Linked DNA regions of Triticum aestivum: region 2 is linked to region 1. Evidence: chromatin contacts called from public Hi-C data. All regions are on one chromosome and are shown on one strand. Each heading gives the region's core, a stretch centred on a gene start, on an enhancer-like site or on the middle of the called end of the contact. The rest is flanking DNA. Distances are from core to core; before and after follow the strand shown. Region 1 holds the start of LOC543222 (eukaryotic translation initiation factor-like). Region 2 has its middle 230 kb from the start of LOC123049564.

Region 1 (5,898 bases), core at 1,216-3,715:
GAGCAAAAGAGTAAACGACTGATGCTCATCTTGAAGGTACCTGAGCTTTCTGGGAGCTCGATTGATCTTGCCTGTTAAACTGCTCTTGCTGCCTGCCACTTGCATTGTACTGTTCTTTAACCTCACGAATGTTGTCCCAAGACTTCTCTTCCTGAACTGCTGGTGCTGGAGGTTTCTCTGTGCGTGCACGCCAGTCACGGTTATCTGTCTCAGTAAACCTGTTTTGAGCTTGTACTTGTGGCTGTGCCTGTGTCTGCAATTGCACCTAAATAACAAAAAGGACAACAATAAGGGTTCCATCTTCCACATGTGCAAATTAGCATAGAACTGTAATAAATTTAGTGATATGGTAGCATGAAGGTCATTTAATAAGAATGCAAAACATTATAGTACAGATTGTAAAAATAGGTAAACTACATACAATGCACATGGAAATGAAGAACTCACATTTGAATCGTTGCGAACCCAGCTCTGATCGTCACCATTAAGCTCTGCTTCAATTTCTTGCTGAAGCCTCAAGATTTGCTCGGTTACATCAGTAATCTGCAAGGATATTATATCAGTGCATGCAAATAATGCGTCTGCATTGCCAGGAACAACTTATTAGATATTTCATTCAACATATGTCCCATGGGGTGGTTAGGTTGTGCAGATAGAACTATAACACATATTTACTTAAGTTCGCTGGACCAAAGATGAAAGCACAATTATGTCCACAAAGAAAGATAGCCCATCCCTGTCTAGAACTATTTTTACCACATCATAGCTGGCATGTTGCTTATCAGTTTCCACCCTTATAAAGGAGAAACATCCTAATAGGTTAGAAACTTGGCTTCCAATTCAGCCTTTTTCCCGCAGGCTCAAAATAAAACATGACTAATCAAACTGCTACTGCTCAGGGATAAGTTAAGCACGCTACAGAGTATTCTGCCTCCTCAAATTGACAACGACAGGTGCACTTCCACCTCTGTTTCATGGGAATGCCTCTGGTATTTACTTCCATCCTTGAGCCATACTCCCCCAGTTCATGATGCTACTTACAAAATAGCACTGCCTTTCTAGATATAACTTTCACAGTGACAGACTATTTCCAATATACCAGCACACACATTCAAACATACAAAACAGGAGTCTTCTACTGACAATCTACACAATTCATTATTGGTTAAGTTTGGCTGTATACACGGCAACAGCATACATCAGTGAACTAAGTGGGTGGGCAGGTGGGTGGGGGAAGGTACTTCACAGCCTATGCGCTATTCATGGCTTGGCCGAAAGTATCCAGGGTTACTCAAACTTGATAGTTCTTCTCCGATACATCTCAAACCTGTTGAACCACACACTACTGGCATCTTTCAGCAAAATCAGATAACAAGGTATACTAACCATAGCATATTGAAGGAAGATATTTACAACAAAAATTCTATGAAGAAACCGACTTTGTGGGAAGTGTCAGAGATGTACCTTGCGCAGGTCAAGAAGTTGATCTCTTGAATAACGAACACGCTCACGTGACTCAGAATGCAAGTCACCAATCTGCACCACAGTAGCATCCATGTCAGCATAGCGAAAATAGGTCTATAAATTAAATCAGAATATACCCAAAATCTGCCAATGTATAACAGCTTATTTGGTCTGCCTAGGCATGTAAGTATTGTGTTGAGTATCGAACATGGTATATGCACAAGTAGCGATAAACCCAGGAATCTGCTTGAAGTCACTGGTTCTGCCAACAGCCCACCTCATCCTACACAAAAGCTCAGCCATGAGAGCTGAAACCCGGTCGAGAGCACAGCCCTCACACCGTCACCCCAGAAGTGAATACTCTGAAATCTAAATTGTAGCCTACAGAAGCAGCCAACGTCAATCCGCACGCAGCTAAACACATCCTTCTTGCGCATTATCGCGGTCTAAAACCTCGTTAAGCAGCGTACTGACTAATAAATCCCGGCGTATCGATTAATTAGACAGCGTCCTCAACCAATAAACGCTCCATCCAGACTAGCGCAGGGCCTAGAGCCAAGATCCGATATTTCCCCTCTGGATCTCCCCCCTCCCGCCCATCCGCGAACCAATCGAACCCGCATCGAACAGTAACACCTCCCCCCAGATCGGGCGGCGGGAGCTCTCACCCTGGAGACGCCGGAGGCGCCGCCGCCGTGCGGGCGGAGGAAGTCGCCGGAGCCGGAGGCGGCGACCGCGAAGGCGGGGGCGAAGAGGCGGCCGCCGCGGGGCCCGCCGCCGCCGCCGCCGGGGCGCAGGCTGATCACTGGCTGGTCTGTCGTCATGGCTGAGGGTGCCGAATCCGACCAAGGCACCGCGACAGCTCGATCGACAGGGAATCGGCGGGCGGCCGAGGAGGAAATCGCGGAGGAATCCGAGCTTTTTTCTTCTTCTTTGGGGGGGAGGGGAGGGTTGGGTTCCGTCTGCGACCTCTCTCCTAGTGGAGGCGCGGTGACGGGAGGAGGTGGGGTTTTATCCCGGGAGCATTAGGGCTGTGGGGCAAATCCTCGTTGTTTCTGCTGCCACCGCGGGGCAGTCTCGTACTTTCACAAGGGCAGGTGCGTGGTGTCCGGGGCTCGGGGCCCGCATGTCGGTACGCCCTGCAGCGTGACGGTGGTGGATAGTTACGATTTTGGGCAGGAGAGGCTGGAGGATTTACGGATGCGGTGCCCGGGGTCCTGCTGGAGCGCGATGCTATCTCGCCACTCGCAGGCTGTAATGGACCCCCAGGACATGTGACTTTGGACGGGTATTTCATTTGTATTTTCCAATATATAGAACATACTTCTAATCTTTAATACGTAAGAGTATGTGTATAATATGGTCGTTACAAAATTGGATGCAACGCATTACAAAATCGGATGCAACGATCAATGGTGTATATACCTCATTATGTATGATGACATGTCAAGTTAATACACCATGGTATTAGATCATACACGAATCAGGTATGAAGAAAAATGAACATATGTGTCTCGTTAGCATGTGTACATATGTCTATATTTATGTTTTTGTTTTACACCAACAAGATTCACTTTCGTTTTGTTCCTTATTCACCAATGGGTTGTTGTGAGCCATGCAAATTTCGTTGAATAAATAGAGGAGTAGCTACTTTTGCAACTTAGTTTGCCTTGAGATTCACTTTGATTTCTAAACATTGCGGGAATTTTCGCGTTTTCTAATCATTCTAGCCTCCGAGGAACCGCACAGCTTGCAACTACTTGATTAGGTCCATTTTGCGGTATAATTGGCAGATTTGTGGTATACATATGGTAAGTAGTTGTTTCCATTATTGAAAACTTCAACAAAACTACTTTTTCTGTTGTATCATTTATTTTATTTTATTTATCTATCAATTCCTATCGTACCGTGCAATTTACATTTGTAACTAGTTGGACAGGAAGCTTGATAACCTTCTTGAAACGTTGGGGGAAGAGTGTGTTGTTTTTGTGTGCATTGTGTACCTTGTGACTTTGTTTGCTGTGAGAACTCTTTCTTGATCGATAAACCTTGGTTCTCAAATCAAGGGAAATATTTATTGCTAGGTTATTTCACCCTTATACTTGGGGTCACCCAACCACTCTTATGAGAAAGCAAGCAGCAGCCTCCATGCATGTCATGCGAGTTAAGGCTTGGTTAAACAAGCGGTAATCCCAGAATCCAAGGGCACCTCTCGCCCTTGGCCGAACAATTCGGTCCCGTCTTTCCGGTGTGCTTTCCGTGAACCCCACCAACAACTCTTAGCCACCCTTGCCAGGTCCTCGCACACCAAGCATAATAACTTGAAGACTCCCATAACATAGGTTAGGATGGCCTGCGCTATTGCCTTTATCAATACTTTCTTTCCACTTTTGCACTAGATGACCATCTCCCCACACACATATGTGCTTCATCAGTCTTCCTTGTAAAATTTAAATTTTTCCCTGGTGCATGCGACCAGTCGGAGTGGGAAACCCAAGTGTTTATCCTCAAATTTTCCTCGTTACAGGCCAAGTTCAGATCTGACTTGGTCTTGGGGTGGGCACGAGGCATGCTTGGACAAAGAGAATCGACCACCCGGTAGGATTTATTAACTGCCCAATGGAACCTTCATAATTTCCTTATCCGTCTTTACTTGTTATTGATCTGCGTGGAAGAAGAAAAGTGCATCATCCACAAAAAGGTTTGAGATACACGGCGCACTGCGACAAATTTTCAGAGGTTCAATACCATGTGATTTCACACCATGCTTAAGTAGCATAGAAAGACAATCGGCAACAAAGAGAAACAAAAAGGGAGACAAGGGATCACCTTGCCGGAGGTCACACTACGGTGCGAACAGATCCAAGAGGGTCTTGTTGAATTTGACTGGATATCTCACCGCGATGACACACATCATAATCCAGTGCACCCACCGGTGAGTGAAACCCAAATTTTCTATCACTTGCTTCAAGAATCCTCAATCGACTCGATCAAATGCTTTGGACAGGTCCGGCTTATAGTCACAATAGCTATCTTCTTATTTCTTCTCGTGATGCATGGCATGTATTCACTCAAAGGCCACTAAAGCATTATCTGTAATCAAGCGGCCTGGAACAAAAGCAATCTAAAAAGGTGATATAATCTCGTCTAAGATTCTTCGAAGCCGGTTAACGAGACACTTTGCCACAATCTTATAGATGACATTGCATAAACTTATGGTCGTCGCTTTTGGGATTAGAACAATGATCGCCTCATTTACTCCCTCATGCATTACCCCGGTTTGGACAAAAATTCTTACTACCCTCACAATTTTCTCCTTAAAAAATGCTCCAATTCCACTAAAAGAAACGTGTCGGTATCCATCATTAGTACCAGGTGCCTTTAGGGGGGCTATTTGAAACAATGCATCCCGTATTTCTTTCTCTGAAAAATGCACACAATTTCATGTTTATATCATCAGTAATAAACGGTTCAAACAATTACCACAGTGTTCGAGCAATGCCATTGTCACCAGTAAAAATTCCCTGGAAGTAGATCTACACAAGTTGACCCATCGCTACATGTTTCCTCTATTCCAACCCATATGCATCCAACAAATACTTGACTCTATTTTTCCTTGCCTACCAAATAGCTTTACTAGCGAAAATGTTGGTGTTACGGTCTCCTTCCTTAAGCCAATCGATTCATTCGTGTGGTTTGTAACGCGCTTCACTTCATCCCTCGGCCTGCATTCATATTCAGTAATTCCTCAAGGCGGCTTCTAGACTTCTCAAGTTCCCTACTCACGTTGCCAAATCTCTTACATTCCCATGTGTGCAGGTCACATAGTAAGTTGCGTAGTCCTGCTCTTATATCCCCCAAGCTGAAATGGTCTCCTGCCTTTTCCCATTCCATGGCAATCCGTTCAGGGAGACTAGCATCCCGCTCCCATAGGATTTCACAACATCTTATTTTCGGTTTGAATATCTTCTCCCCATCTACTTCACATGTCAACACAAAGGGGAGATTGTCAGAACATGGCGAGACTTCATGTATCAACTTTGCTATTGTGAAAATATCCCTCCGTCTGTTATCCGCAATAGCCCGGTCTAACTGGACTTTGACATTTCGACAACCGCGTTGTTTATTATCAAATGTAAATGGACACCCCTGAAATCCCAAATCCACCAACTAACAAGTTTCAAGAACATCATGAAAAGCCATCATTTGATTTTCATTTATTGGAGTGCCTGATAGATGCTCAAAAGACCAAAGAGCTTCATTACAATCTCCCATAACACACCAAGGCAAATCTGATTCTACTTTAAAGTTTTGCAGCTTTGACCACATTAGATGCATATTCTCTCTACGCGGTTCGCCATACACACAAGTCAGACGCCACATGGGAACAGAAGGAGACACACGCACGAGTGCATTAATCTTTCATTCAAATCT
Region 2 (5,898 bases), core at 2,405-4,904, 350 kb after region 1:
ACTATGAGATTAATCCTTAACCCATAATAAAATAGTTTTAGCATTTTATAAATTCAATAGGCATTTGTTTAATTGTTTTCACTATTGTTTTAATTGTTTTAGAGCCTTTAAACATTTTGTCAAAGCTTGGTTTCTCCACCATAATTACTTACGATTTATTTGACACAACCCGAACATTTTAGTTTTAATATTCGAAAATATTTTATTGTTTGCTTGATTTTGAATTTTAATTTGAATCGTTTTTGAACTAACTCGAGTTTATCAACAGTAACCGAGGTGACGTGGCACCATTAGCAGAGGTTTACTGTAGCTTGATTATCCGGGCGTCACAGCGCAGCTTGAACAGAGAGAGATCTTCTCTACTTTTAGTCCCCGGCGCTAGGCTCTCAATCAGGCAAGAACTGCCCAGCAGCTCCGCCGCCATTGATCTGGCCCAAGCATGGGAAGGGACACCCTCGATCATCAGGTCGACCTGAACACGCATCAGTCTAGACTTGGCCTGTGCCTGCCTCAACCATGGCTTGATGAAAATCTTGAAGCCCTGATGCTCCACGGACGGAACCGCCAACGCCCTGTTCCGGAGATCGCGCGAGGCGAACACGATAAGGAAGTCCTCCGGGTGAAACTTGTGAACCGAGAAACGATGACGCGGGATGTTAAGCTGCTCCGAGATGGCGATGGCCGCATCCACACAGGAAACCGGCGGCCGCGGCCCCCCAACATATGCAACCACGGCCAACTGCAGCCTGCGCTCGAGGTCATCCATCCCCTCCGAGCGCGGCAAGATGCAGACCTCCGCCGCCGGGACCGCGGGCGTGTAGGCGGGCACGATGGGAGGGAAGCTGGGCGCAACTGGCGAGGACGGCACCTGCGGTGCGTCCTGCCTAGGCTCCATCAGCAAACCCCCCATACTGGGCAGCAACGCCGGCAACGGCCCTGTCCTGGCGACCTTGGAGATTACCTCGCGACGAAGTTCATCTGCCGAGATGGGGCTGCGCGGCTTCTTGCACTGGGAGGAGACATGACCAGAAAGACCGCAGCAAATGCACATGGGGTCGTTCGTGCAATCCTGCCGACGGTGACCATCCCCGAAACATCTGAAACAGAGGCCCCAGAGGTCCGGCGGGATCTGACGCCGCTCGGACGAGGTAGGAGAGGCCCGACCATCCTGCGCGCCAGCCCCCTGCTGGCGCCGCAGCGCACGCCGGTGACACCACATCGCCTTGCGAGAAGGCCCTGGCTTGTGCCACCCAGCATCAAGTGTCGGGGCAGCCGGGGCTGCAGGACCAACCACCGCAGCGCCCACCGAGGAGGAGCCCGCCGACCCCGGCGAGCCAGAGAGGCCGAGACCGGACACCACCGGCCTGTCGCGCGGGAAGGCCGATGCGACCGAGGGAGGGCTGCGCGATCTGTCAGACGGCATCGATGAGACCGCGCAAAAAGGGGGGAAGGAGGACGAGGGGCGGGAGATCCGGGGCCCACGTGGCCACCGGCGAGGTCGCGTGGACGCCGTGGCTGGAGTGGCCGCCGGCAGGGGGCGTGGACGTCGGGGCTGGAGTGGCCGACGGCAGGGGCGAGGTGGGAGCGCTAGCGGGGCGCAAGGAGTTGTAATGCTGCTGCTTGACCGCAAGCGTCCAGTCAGTCCGAACATAGTTTGCCATCCAGCGCGGTACCTGTCGGTCCATCGACGCGTCCGGCTGTCCGAAATTCCACAAACCAGAGGGCTTTGCGGGATTCCTAACATCCACATGACGAATAAAAAGCCATCACATGCTCTTCTCCTCTCCCCTTCTACGGGATTTGGCGGAATGTTCTTGCTATTTGTCAAAATAAGAATGAATAAGTGATTATCAGCATGCTTCGTTTGGCGAAAGGCTAGCTGCACGCATGTTTTTATGACGTTCATTACTTCCTAAATAATATTCTTTTTTGCGGGTAATCTAGTAATAATACTTATGTATGCATGTTTTGGCGGAAGCCTACCTGCATGTATTAGAGCATCTCCAATGCCGATCCACAAACCTCCTGCAACTGTCCGGACAGCGGAAGCCATCCAACATTGACCTGTATCGGTCATCGAAGCGGTCCGGGCGCGATTTCTCCTGCAAAGCAGAGACAAACGAGCGGGCGGTGTAGGAGTCCGGACACGCGAAACGTCTCTCTCCGCCCCCCCCCCCCCCCGCCCATCCAAAAGGAGGGCCCAGCCCGCGCTTTTGTAGCATCCCGCACAGTTTCCGCGCCAAAATTCCCCACTCTCTTCTTCTACTCTTCGCCCGATTCCTACTCTTTTCTCCCACCCTCTCCTTCCCTCTGCCGCCGACGCATGGAATCATCGAAGAACCTGTCGGAGATGGAGACGTCGGAGGTGCCGGAGGATCCGAGCATCACGCTCGCCCGGAAGATCAGCTCGGAGACACGGCAGAATCGTCGTGTCAAAGCGAAGGCCGCAAAGGAGGAGAACATGAGGAAGCGTCTGGCCGCCGGCGGGCCTGGTGGTGGCGATGGTCATGGTGGACGGGGCGGACGGCGAGGCCGTGGTGGACGCCGCCAGATGGGCGCACCCATAGTACTGACGACGTTGTGGCCCTTACAAGCATCCGTACTACTACGCCGCCAAGCAGCTCGCAAACCCCGCGGGTACGGTTCCTTACATCGTCGTTGTTAACGCGGCGCCGCTCTTATCCGAGTATTCTTCGCCGTCGCTCGTCCGGGCGAGGACGGCCGGCGAAGAGCAGATGGGTGCCCGCACGCTGTTTGCTGCAATGCCGAGAGGGGGGAGCCGACGTACGACAAGGACAGGGAGATGCTCGATATGATCCACGACGGGAGGACCATGATCGAGGAGAGGAAGGCAGTGCTTGAGGAGAAGAAGGCCGCGCTCGAGGAAAAGAGGGTAAAGATTGCCGCCAATGCAGAGGACGCCAAGATGTTGACCTTAAATATCAACTCTTTGAATGCCGACACTAGAGCAATCCGTCCGCTATCAGATGCTGGAACGGCATAAAGATGAGTTGGCCGTGGCGCAAGATGAGGACGCGACGGAGGCAGAGCTGGACGCGGAGGCGGAGTCTGCCTACGCGGCAACAACGACACTTCCTTGATCGGGAAGCATCTTGCTGCGATGGCCGGTCCGGCAGGGCAGAAATGCAAGGATTGTCAGACTGATGTTCTTTTTGATGCGAGCATGTAAAACCTAAGCATATTTGCCTTATATTGGTTGTGATCGGGGATGCAATCTGGCGCGGGTGCGATTTGGCGCATTGTGTGAATCAATTTATAATTGAATTTGAATTTGCTGGCGGACAGTATACGGCTAGCGTTGAATGGCTGTCTCCCACATCCGTGTTCGCAAATTTGTCCCCTCTGTTCGTGAACGGATACGGGTGGGTTTTTGCGGGTTGTCGTTGAAGATGCCCTTACTCTGCTAGTAGGAGGCACGTGCAGTGCACGTGGTGTCCTGGTTGAACTGCAAATAAGATATACGTTCCTTCATAAAAAAATCTATCTTTACACGATAGGTACTGCAAAAGCCAGCCACAGAAGATCTTGAATGAGAAAATTTCTAGTCACCATCACGTGATGGGATGCAAGGTGTGCAGGTAGCCGTGCAGTGTCTCGATCCGTCCAGAAAAATCCCGTCCACCTCGTTTTGGCGGGCGACTGGATGGAGCGAATCCCAGTAACTACAGCCGTCGGATCACTGGAGTTTGCAATAATAAACGATAGGGATTCAGTCCATAGAAGAAATCAACGGCTAAGAAGTGCCTCTGCTTAGGATGGACGGCTAATCCCAAGTTTAAAATTTGTTGTACTATAGTAGTAGAGATAATCACGCACCTTCATGTTTGCCTCTTATCCAACTCCATGTTTATATTTGACTGACTGCAGCTATTTGGCGAAAGCTATTGCTATTTCGCAAAAGACCATTGATTAAAACAATGGCGGCTGCTACAAATCATCAGTCGGCTTGCTGGCCGCTCGTTCTGTTTTGGTCTTCTCGCGTTCAACCGTTGGATACGCCAACACATCGGACGGATGCTTTGTCCTCCTTGCCCCGCGACCAAAACAGCAGAGAAATCCCCTTGCAGCTCGCTTCCACCACGGGCACGCGGAAAAGACCCTGACGGCGGTGAGCTCCGGCGAGAGATTCGGCAGAGTCCCCATAGCCTCCCCTGCTACAGCGCAGCTCCAAGACTGCCGCTGCAACACAGCACCAGGAGCCACCGGGATGTTGCTCCGTTGCAATACCGAGCGCCGCAAAAAAACATCAAACGCGGCACGTACGACGCCTCCGGCGGTTTCAGTGCAACTCCGGCGGCGCTCCATTGCAGGCCTGGGGCGGAGCTCCAATGCAACTTCGTCGGCGCGGAAAATGCTCCAATGCAGCACCGATGCGTAGCTCGGCCTCCTCCCTCGCGTGTTGCGCTGCATCACCGGCGACGAGCGGCGCTCGACTGCACTCTGGCCTCCGTGTTGCGTCGCAACACTGGCAGCGAGCAGCCCAACCTCCCATGCGTGCTGCCTTGCACCACCGGCGAGCGCCTGCGCAGCACCGACGACGACGAGCGTCGCATCGCAACGCCTGCAGCACCATCGAGTCGTCGGTCGCAACACCAGACGCCGGCGGGACTGTCGAGTTGTCGGGTCGCAGCACCGGCAGCATCTGAGTCAACGACGAGGCTGCATTGCAGCACTTGCTCTCGTCGACAAAAATCACCTCGTCATGGTGCCGTCGTGTGGACCTTGAGCAGCAGGTGGTGGAGCTTGGGCGCAGGCCATGGCGAACGGGGCTTGGACGGGAGGGCCTTGAGCAGCAGGTGGTGGAGCTTGGGCGCAGGCCATGGCGAACAAGACTTGGACGGGAGACCTTGAGCAGGAGCAGGTGGAGTTTGGGGACAAGCCATGGCAGACGGGACTTGGACGGGAGGACCTTGAGCAGCAGCAGGTGCAGCTTCGGGGCAGGCCATGGAAAAGGGGATTGAGCTCGGTGGATTTTGACTGGTTCTCGCTCGAGATGAAGAGATAAGGCCGGGCAGGTGGGCTGGCCCCACCAGGACGGGTGACAGTCGTAGCGCGCGGTTTAAGCGAGAGAAAGATCGTCCGGTGGAAAATAAACATTCTCCTTTCTAATCTGATAGTAGAGGCGGGCATTTGAGATATAGTGTTAGATGGCCGGCTTCCTTATGGGCATGGCATAAATCAAAATACGTCTTGATATTGCATATTTCTTCTCCAAGCTTAACCCACTAAAACGCAACAGCAACGGAAGGAGAGCACACAAATGACAGGGAAATGGCGCGGCAACAAAGGCGCAAACTGTGCACCGGAGCTCAACAAGCCAGATTTTCTTTTTTGATTTGCTGGAAATTAGGCTAGGTGTTAGAGAGAGAGAGAGAGAGAGAGATAAGAAATGGCCCATGCAACGCGAGAGGAAAAAACTCGCGAAATTTCACTTGACCCGCGTAGACACACTTGGAAAAATCCTGATCGCGCCGTTCCCGTCGCTATCCATTAGCGGCAGGAGGAGTTTGTTGGATATTCTCTCTCCTCAAACAGAAAGTGACGTACGCCCGCAGAATCAAATGTGGCAGAGCCAGACAGCGTTTGCAGGCTGTGTCCAGCACACGAGGAGGCAAAACTAAACCCGCTCTTCTATCCATGGCTACCTTGGGGACGTGCCGTGCCATGCCATAAATATTGTGATACGACTAAGGTGTGTGAGCCGATAAGTTAACCATTTTCACCGCCCACCTTTCTCATCGTGTATCCTGTCTAACCATCACGAACGAAGAGCAATGAGCAGCCTGCAGGCATTTGGTATACCGCCACCGAGCAGACGTCGTCAAGTTCAATATATATCATCAAAGAGGAGGCGATCCGTAGATGACCACGGTGATG

What was found. A called contact is a pair of places that touch in the nucleus more often than the background predicts.
Region 2: a Hi-C map of leaf shows a contact between it and region 1, with 2.8 times the contacts expected there. The contact joins the enhancer-like site here to the promoter of LOC543222 in region 1. A contact is called at or near these places in 2 of 5 Hi-C or Micro-C datasets (both in leaf).

What each region holds. Positions count from the first base shown.
Region 1 is chr2D:454,291,084-454,296,981 of IWGSC CS RefSeq v2.1, forward strand. LOC543222 (eukaryotic translation initiation factor-like) reads right to left here and starts at 2,466. Exons shown (of 9, transcript NM_001427958.1): 1 at 2,133-2,466; 2 at 1,465-1,536; 3 at 448-543; 4 at 41-265. The coding sequence starts at 2,288.
Region 2 is chr2D:454,639,812-454,645,709 of IWGSC CS RefSeq v2.1, forward strand. No RefSeq gene overlaps it. Among protein-coding and RNA genes, the nearest start is that of LOC123049564, 230 kb to the right of the region's middle. Within about 2 kb of position 3,655, at least 3 of the 8 cell types and tissues checked have an H3K27ac peak or open chromatin away from gene starts, as enhancers often do. A contact at or near this core is called in leaf, where this site is marked.